Regions from separate parts of the Mus musculus genome. Here region 2 is linked to region 1. Evidence: chromatin contacts called from public HiChIP or PLAC-seq data. All regions are on one chromosome and are shown on one strand. Each heading gives the region's core, a stretch centred on a gene start, on an enhancer-like site or on the middle of the called end of the contact. The rest is flanking DNA. Distances are from core to core; before and after follow the strand shown.

Evidence for each region. HiChIP or PLAC-seq counts read pairs in DNA pulled down with a chosen protein or histone mark.
Region 2: an H3K27ac HiChIP or PLAC-seq map of extraembryonic endoderm stem cells shows a contact between it and region 1, with 2.8 times the contacts expected there. The contact joins the promoter of Lama1 here to the enhancer-like site in region 1. A contact is called at or near these places in 1 of 15 datasets of contacts at CTCF or cohesin (embryonic stem cells), 6 of 484 Hi-C or Micro-C datasets (Sertoli cells, extraembryonic endoderm stem cells, granulosa cells and 2 more), 7 of 115 datasets of contacts at active chromatin or transcription factors (differentiating embryonic stem cells, embryonic fibroblasts, embryonic stem cells and 3 more) and 1 of 9 other capture datasets (pancreatic islet).

Annotation. Positions count from the first base shown.
Region 1 is chr17:67,652,565-67,656,702 of GRCm38.p6, reverse strand. No RefSeq gene overlaps it. Among named protein-coding and RNA genes, the nearest start is that of Lrrc30, 22 kb to the right of the region's middle. Within about 2 kb of position 2,097, at least 4 of the 459 cell types and tissues checked have an H3K27ac peak or open chromatin away from gene starts, as enhancers often do. A contact at or near this core is called in extraembryonic endoderm stem cells, where this site is marked.
Region 2 is chr17:67,695,029-67,699,166 of GRCm38.p6, reverse strand. It overlaps Lama1 (laminin, alpha 1), which reads right to left and starts at 1,902. Exons shown (of 63, transcript NM_008480.2): 1 at 1,751-1,902. The coding sequence starts at 1,832.

The DNA.
Region 1 (4,138 bases), core at 848-3,347:
CACTATCATGGCCCAATGGGTCAAATGATCCCCATGCTTTCTAGGAGAGGGTATGCATTGTGTCTGCAGACTTTGAGAGTGAAGTAGACACCGATCCGTTGGTTCTGGGTAATAAGAAGAAATGTGTCCACACAGAAGCTACTGTTTTGACTTTGGAGTATGGAGTCAAATAGTCATCTTTAAGCCACATGGCTGGATCCACACAGCTTCATAAGTGCACAGACCAGTGCTTGACTCAAGGACAGCTTAAAATTCAGGCTCTTCCCATGGTCCTTTAGAATATTTAAAGTGCTTCAGATCAAATGTAGTTGATAAAATTAGGCATGCTTAAGAATGCTGTCAGGGTTTCACTTTGAAAAAAAGAAAAGTCACATAGAAGGTATGTGTATAGGTACAGACAGAAAAGCAAGGTAAGATGCCAGAGAAATGAAGATAAAGTAGGAGAGGTTTGTGGGAGAAATTATGGTGAGGGTGGAGAAGAAAGGTCCCCAACTAGTGCTTCAGCCACCAGAGTTCTTCAAAATATACAGTTTTAGTTGAATTTTAATTTTGTTTAATAAGAAAAGCAAAATTATTCTATTTCTATTATTAATTTATTTTTGTTTATATGTGTGCCTGCATGAGTTTATGTGCACCACCGCGTGCACAGACTCACATGGATCTAGAAGAGGACCTGGAGTTATAGTCAGTGAGTTACTGGATGTGCATGCTGGAAATGGAGTTCTAGGCCTCTGTGAAAGCAGTAAGAGATCCCCTAACCACTGAGCAGCCTTTCCAGTCCCCAAACCATACAGCTGGTACCTGATCCCCATAACAACCGTGCTAAGGCTGGACACATAATGGCTTGAATGCTCAAGGTCATGTGGTCACCCGTGATGCCCAGACCTATCTTGGTTATCTCTACTCCATATTGTTGAACTTAAAATTCTAGCAGAAGGATATCATTTGGGAAGGAGCTTAGGGTTAGAATTCTGTGTTCCCCGAGGCTCAGGCAGAGTATCAAGCCAAGCGAGAAGGGGGGATATTCCAAGGCAGAAAGCAACAGAGATCTCAGTCATGTCAAAGACATCCCTGCTTGTCCTGATCACCCTCAGACTTTCTTTAAAGCTTTGCTGTCCTTCCCAGAAGCCTCGGCTAGGACAATGCCTCTCCGGCTTCTGTCTGACCTTCTACCACAGTGCTCATGTGCATGTCTCCACAAAAGTCGAGTTCTATAGAGGGCTTATAGCAGATTTTGTTACACATTGTCTTCCTTAGGGTTTCGCTGCTGTGAACAGACACCATGACCAAGGCAACTCTCATAAGAACAACATTGAATTGGGGCTGGCTTACAGGTTCAGAGGGTCAGTCCATTATCATCAAGGTGGGAGCATGGCAGCATCCAGGCAGATGTAAGGCCAAAGAGTGTTCTGCCTCTTGTTGTGAAGGCACCTAGGAGAAGAATGGTTCCCATGTGGTTAGGGGCAGGGTCTCATTGCTCACCCCCATGACAAAACACTTCCTCCAACAAGGCCACACTTCCTAATAGTGCCACTCCCTGGGTCAATCATATTCAAACCACCATACATGAAAGTATAAGAACTTCTTCTCCTTCAGTAACTGAGGTAAGATGGCCAATACTGGGCCCTATACACATAAGCAATAGAGCCCAGGGGATCTGTCTGTCTGTCTGTCTGTGTGTGTGTGTGTGTGGTGGTGGTGGTGGTGGTGGTAGTGGTGGTGGTGTGTATGTGTGTGTGTGTGTGTATCTACATAGAGAGTTTTTCACAGCAGATGCGGCATTAGAACTGTCTACATTCCAGTGCCCACACTCTGTCCTCACTGACACGACTTCATTCTTCTATTTTTCCTTCTTGATAAAAGTCCATTTCTTTAGGAAACACTGGTCTTGAAAGTATTGATGGTTCCAACTAACAATGGCTACACTTACTTTCAGTCTTGTGATGGTGTACAAACAATCCAAATTTAATTGAAATCATGCTCAAAAGTTTTGAGTTTGGACCTTTTCCTCAGCTGGCACGGTGAGTCATGTGGATAGGCTGCGGGACATAATCTGTGCCCCCATGCCATGTATGTGCTGTTGGGCTGGCTTGGTTGGTTGAGTACATGTCTAGATGCACTTTAATTTACAGTTTTAAATCTGGGATGGGGTTTCAGGCTGTGATCCTACAGGAAAGTGAGAAGCTTTTGTAACCTCGTCCTTTTAGAATCTTCAAAAAAGACCCATTAACTTTTCAATTGAAACTATCAAAGACATACACCCCAATACTATCTCAGAATCCTAGCCAGGGTGTGCCCAACCATCCTGACTCACAGCACTGTTATCTTTGTCCAGCTCTAATCAACATCCCTTCAAGGAAAAGACCCACCCTAAGCAAGGTCACCAAAGCTTATCAAGGACCCTGGCTTTCTCCCTTATATCTGACTCTGTCCCTCACAGCAAGGACAAACACAGCCTGTGTGCTTATCTATACACAATATCAATGATGGTTCCAAGGAGCAAGCACTTGACAATGTAGAAGGAAAGACAATATGACAATGGGGGCATTCCTCTAGAGATAGGGTGATCATGTCATGCTCCAGAAGTGACCCTTCCTTCATGGTTCTGAGGGTGACTTTGACATGTGGGGACAGAAATGATGGCCAGGCACATGTGATTTCAGGGTCACATTTGTCATCCAGTTTTGACATCTTAGTTCCCAGCTGCCACTCCCACCCCAGTAGAAGAGAAAGTTGTATTTGTAAAGGATGTTCTTTCAGCTTCTCTCAGCTATCTAATAGGCAAACTCTCTTGTTTTCAGCATCTTACACTCACAGCCCCTTTTTGTTCCAAAGTGGTACCTTGGCAAGAGGAAACTGTGAGCTCTCGTGCAAGTACAGTCCAGGGCTGCTCAGCGGCGAGCCCAGAACCACCTGGCCACTGCTCACCCTGATGTTATTTCCTGCTAGTGACACAGCCTCACAGTTCACTGGCCTGGCACCTCGCTGATGGCTGCTTCTCTCTTGCTACCGCAGTGTCAGTGTGACCCTCCCATATGCCCCTCACTTATACCAGGGCTCCACTGGCCTATGGTGTTCAAATGTTTTCCCTACAGAAGCCACCATCCTCTTTGCAGTGTCCTCTGGAATGTGGGTGAACGTCAACAGCCTCCACAGACCCACACCAGTGTAGCTTTTGTGGGAGCTGAGGGAGAACACTGTCTTCTGGGACCCACTGTCCTAACAATTCCACCAACAGGACTCCTGAAGCAGATAAAGGACTCCGAGGAACCTTCTGCAGTGTCACATAGACAAAGGGATCTATGGCTCTATGGCGTTTAGTGTCTCTTCAGGCTATCAGCATGGGGAATTTCTTCTTAGCCCAGGGAGGAAAGGCAGCCTGGGTCAGTTTACCTGAGTGGCCATGACAAAGGATTGATTTCCTTGCTATTTGGGAGGTTGGAAGTTGATGTTAGGTATCAGTAATGTTGGTTCCTTCCAAGACCTCTATCCAAGGCTTATACATGACCGCCTCCTTCCTGACCCTTCACACCACAATGGCTGCCTCCTTCCCGACCCTTCACACCACAATGGCTGCCTCCTTCCCGACCCTTCACACCTTCTTCTCTCTGAGTATGAATTTCTGTTTTTCTGAGGGCACAAATCATACTGGGTAACAGCCCACCTAAGGATCTTATTCTCTCCCAGTCACTTTCTTAAAAGGTCCTGTCTCCATGAAAGGCCACACTCTGACCGGCAGGTAGAGTTTTGACAGGTGAACTCTAGGTGTCCAGCCCACAGCAGGTCCTTCTTTGCTTTTCTCCACATCCTATTCCTGCATGAGAATCATAAGCTCTGGTCATGTGCTTTTTCTCCTACATCTTCAGCCTCCTCTGTTCCCCAAATGGCAAATGGCTGCCATGGAACTTTGCTTATAGGAGAGGGAGTCAGGAGTCCATTGGTTTAACATAACCCATTTGTTCCATTTGTTTGTTTGGAATACAGTTTCATTACATAGCCACAGATGGTCTGAAACTTGCTCTATAGCCCGGGCTGGCTTCAACAGGCAGAGAACTGACTGCCTTTGCCTCTGCTTCCTGAGGACTGGGACTAAAAGCGTGTACCGCCATGCTTGGTTCAGCTTAGTCTTTTCTAAGTA
Region 2 (4,138 bases), core at 653-3,152, 43 kb before region 1:
CTGCTCTGAAGGCTGAGGCAGGGGAATGACTTGAACTCATAAATTCAAGACCAACCAGGGCAGCATCATGAGATCTAGGCTAGTATACACACACACACACACACACACACACACACACACACACACACAGAGAGAGAGAGAGAGAGAGAGAGAGAGAGAGAGAGAGAGAGAGAGAGTAAATCATGCCATTTCATCAGCCATACAGGGAACAAAACTTCCAAGGATACTCATTAGGAAAGCTGTGGGTTGGCAAATATAGACTAGATAGGAGCGATTCAAAGGCCCTGCCTGACGTAGCTTTTCTGCAGTGTCTCAAAGCAGGAAAGCCCCACGCAGTCCACTTTCTCCAAACACCATTCATAACCACCCAGGCCAAGCACCCAGCCCTCAGGGGAACGGAAGGCATTCAGAGCATCTCCTCAGTCTAAGACTTTCAATGTCTTGAAACAATAAACCAAGGCAAGCTGCTTTCTCCACCCTGTGAGAACCCTGATTTGGTCACTTTCAGCAACCTCACAGGCAGGAGTTGGGCTCTCAGCGTCAAAAGCTTCCCTCCCAAAGGCTGGCTCTTTTCTTTCCCTGATAACTATGTAAATTCCCCTCTCCCAGCCCCCGCTCCTGAGCTGAGCAGCCGCCGGGCTATTCAAAGCTGCGTTTCCAGCTCGGTCCAGCGCTTTCATCATGAATGCATGAATGAATGGGATGCTCATAGCCTGCACAGCTCACGGCTCTGCACAATGCCCAAACACACATTTTTCCCACGAGGGCATTTCGAGTTCGGCCTCCTACTTTTAACCTGTGCTCCTGGAGAGCAATCTGTGGGAACACACTCAATGTCACTTGTTGCATACATTGAGACGTTTTCGACAAACATTTGTGACCACCTAGCAGGGGCTTGCAGATAACTCTGGGTGGCATGGTATATTCTCTGTCCCTCCACCTCCCATCTCCAGTGCCCACTGAAAATTCACTTTGGGTTGGCTTCTGTTCTCAACCTTGTAAAGAAAGCTACTGATTCCAAGGAGAGCCGACACACTCACTGTCCGACCTTTCTAGCCCCTTACGCCATAATTTATAGTGCACATAATTTAAACACGCGTGGGGAGTCTATTTGCTCACTTTACAGAGTACACAAAGAGCACACTTTAGAGAACACATTTGTGTCCTGGACGCCATATGCGGGTCCCAGTTGCCCAGGACAGCTGACCTTGGAACCCCTTCTCCATCAGTCTTTTCCCGCTAGACCACCCTGGATGCTAGTGCCCCAGAGGAGCCGGCCTTTCTCCTTCCATGGTCTCTCTCTGCAACACAGGACAATGAAGTGAATGCCAGAGAACTCCGTTCCCATTCATTGCGGGAGCGCTGCATACAATCAACCAACCCGGCGGTCTCCGGCCAGTCCGCAGCCACTCAGGCGTTGGGTACGGAGTCAGTGTCCCTTCTCACGTGCCGGACACGCCACTCTCGCCACCCACTGTACTCCTGGATCTCAAGGTCCCACTAAGCTAGAAAGCAGGTGACCCCTAGAGTCAGAGGAAACCAGAGCCTAGAGCTCCAGGGAGCAGCCAGCGTCCTCAGGGAGGCGGCTTCCGCTGGAGTCCCTGCAGCCCCGTGCGGCCCGCAGCAGGTCCGCGCTGCGCCAGGGTGCGTGCGCCCATCCACAGCCCCGAGCGCCGCGCTTTGTCCCCTGCGCCCGCACGCTCCCGCTCGCCAGTCGGAGGGTCAGCGGTGTTCCCGCCGCGGAGCTCACCTCTCTGCTGGCTCCGCACGGTGACCCAGAGCACCGAGGCCAGGAGCACCAGGAGCGCGGCTCCCGTGCCGCTGCCGCGCATGTTGTCGCCGCCGCTCCCTGCGCTCCTGGGGAAGGTCTCGCCCGTGCTCGCTCACAGGCACTGCGCGAGTGTGCTCTTCCCAGCTCGACCCTGGCCTGGTGCGCAGGCCCTTCGGACACACCCCCGCCTGCCTGGCCGCGCCCCGCCCCTGTCCTACCCAGGACCTCCCCCAAAGGCGCCCCGCTGCGCCCAGGTCTGTCCTCCAGGGGGAGCCCCGCCGTGCGGAGTCCTTCCTAGGGGTCTCTTCCCAAGGGGATCTGTTCTGCCCCTGGTGGTGGTGGCGGGGTGCCTCTCCTGGGTGGTACTCTGACCCTCCACTCCAGTTGGGGTGAGCATTCAGGGTCCAATAGGGAGGAAGGTGGAGAGACAGGGGCCGGGGAGAAGCAGGTTTCTGTTAAGCCTGGCCCTGGAGGGTGGATTCCAAGAAAGTATTTGCCCTGTTGACCCTTTTCTGCCTGTTGGAACTGTGCAGTCTTGGCCAATCCCCAGCTGTAGAAATATAGTCAGGTCACAGTCCATTCTTGCGGGACCCTATATCCTGTCTGTTCCTGCACAGGACACTCTCAGTGGTTTTGGTTTGGGTGGCTGTGTTTTCATTTTGTTTGTTTGCCAGCCCCCTTCAGAAAATGGGTAGCTTTTTTGCCTAGGGAAAGCTCAGACGGTTGCTGGGACTTAAGTATAAGGGTAGTCTCCAAGTCTCAACGCTCATTTTGGAAAAACTCGTTTTAAACCTGAGAAAGTTTTAGTTTAGTTTCCTCGCAAACGTATTCATAACGCATTTCCACACTATGCACAGACACCATGACGTTTCCCACGATGCCCTGTGCCGTTTTCTCTTTCATAGGAGGAGGTCATTTTTGTTCAGTTTGTCTAAATCACTTTGAAAACTCTACCAATTCCCGGTTTCTCTAAGCACAGGTCCTTAACCACGTAATGAGTAAATTCTAATGAGAATAGTTGGCTATTATTTGTTAACAGGAAGTACAAAACAAACCTGTACCGTTTGGCCCTTTAAACAGGTACGGGGGGGGGGGGCTGCAGAGAGGGTTTAGGGGCTTAGAGCACGTGCTGTTCTTGCAGAGATCAGGGCTCAATTCAGGCTCACAAGCTTCTGTAACTCTAGTTCCAAGGATACAACACCCTCTCTTGACCTCTGCGTGCACTGAGTATGCATGTGGTGGGTAGTTAGCACAGGCGAAATTATCACACACACGGGGAAAAATCCACTGTGGCTCAGTAATGCCACTCAACACATCACTAAAGGTTAAAGTCAGATGTTCTTAACTACTTAAATATTAAAATGAATACCTAGATGGCAAGTGAGTGATGAGGGGTAAAGTAAGCATCTAAAAATAATTACTCAAGCGTTAAACATTTAGAACATCACAAATGTTTTTGCATCTAAATAACTGCCTTGCTTATATATTAGATACATGCATAGGGCATCGTAAAGAACATTCATTCATGTCTGTGATTTTCTCTAAGAGGGGCAGTTAGAGAGGCTCCTGGGAGAGACCAGGAAGTAAGCTCAGGCCTGTCTTACCTGCTTGTGTTTAGTGTGGGGCTAGAGCTCAGATCTGATTTCTCACCCAGTTTCCTGTACTGTCACCATACGACTCAATGTAAGAGGGCTCCAAGGTCCAGACAGCTCCCCAAATACAGCCTGCAGGTCAGTCACACCTGGTGCTGGAGTTACGGGCAGGAGAACAGCCATCACCTGCAGATCGCAGATCGCAGATCGGAAGCATCAGGAGCCACAGGTCATGACTTACAATCGCGGCTCAGAATCAAGCAGGACTGTTTCAGCAAAAGAAAATTTCACAACAGCACACGGATAAAATGGAATGGTCAAAATATCTTCATCCCAAATGTTTTATGAAAGTTCACAGGACAGAGTTTTCCACTCCTCACTCTGCTTGGCAAATACCTAAATTGCCTCCAGGGCTGCGGAGAGTGTGGAGACCTGCTCAGGGTGAAAAATGAGTTTAATAAAACGGCTGCCTTTTCTGAGAGCCTCCGCACTCCACTGCTTGGACCAGACACTAGTCCTGTCTCTTTTCCATCCTGCACAGTGACAGACCACTCCTGTAGGACACAGACAGCAGAACCATCTTGCTGCTTGGACAGTCACGTGGCTCAACCATCCAAGTGCAGGCTGCTGCAGAGGCCTTTTACAAGGTCCCTCACCTCTCTGTGCTTTGTCATAACTAGAGTGGCCAGGCTCTCCCTATGCAGTGAGCAAGAATAACGCCCCATGTTTTCTAGCAGATGATCCATCTTACAATTAAAAGCACAGCTACATTAGG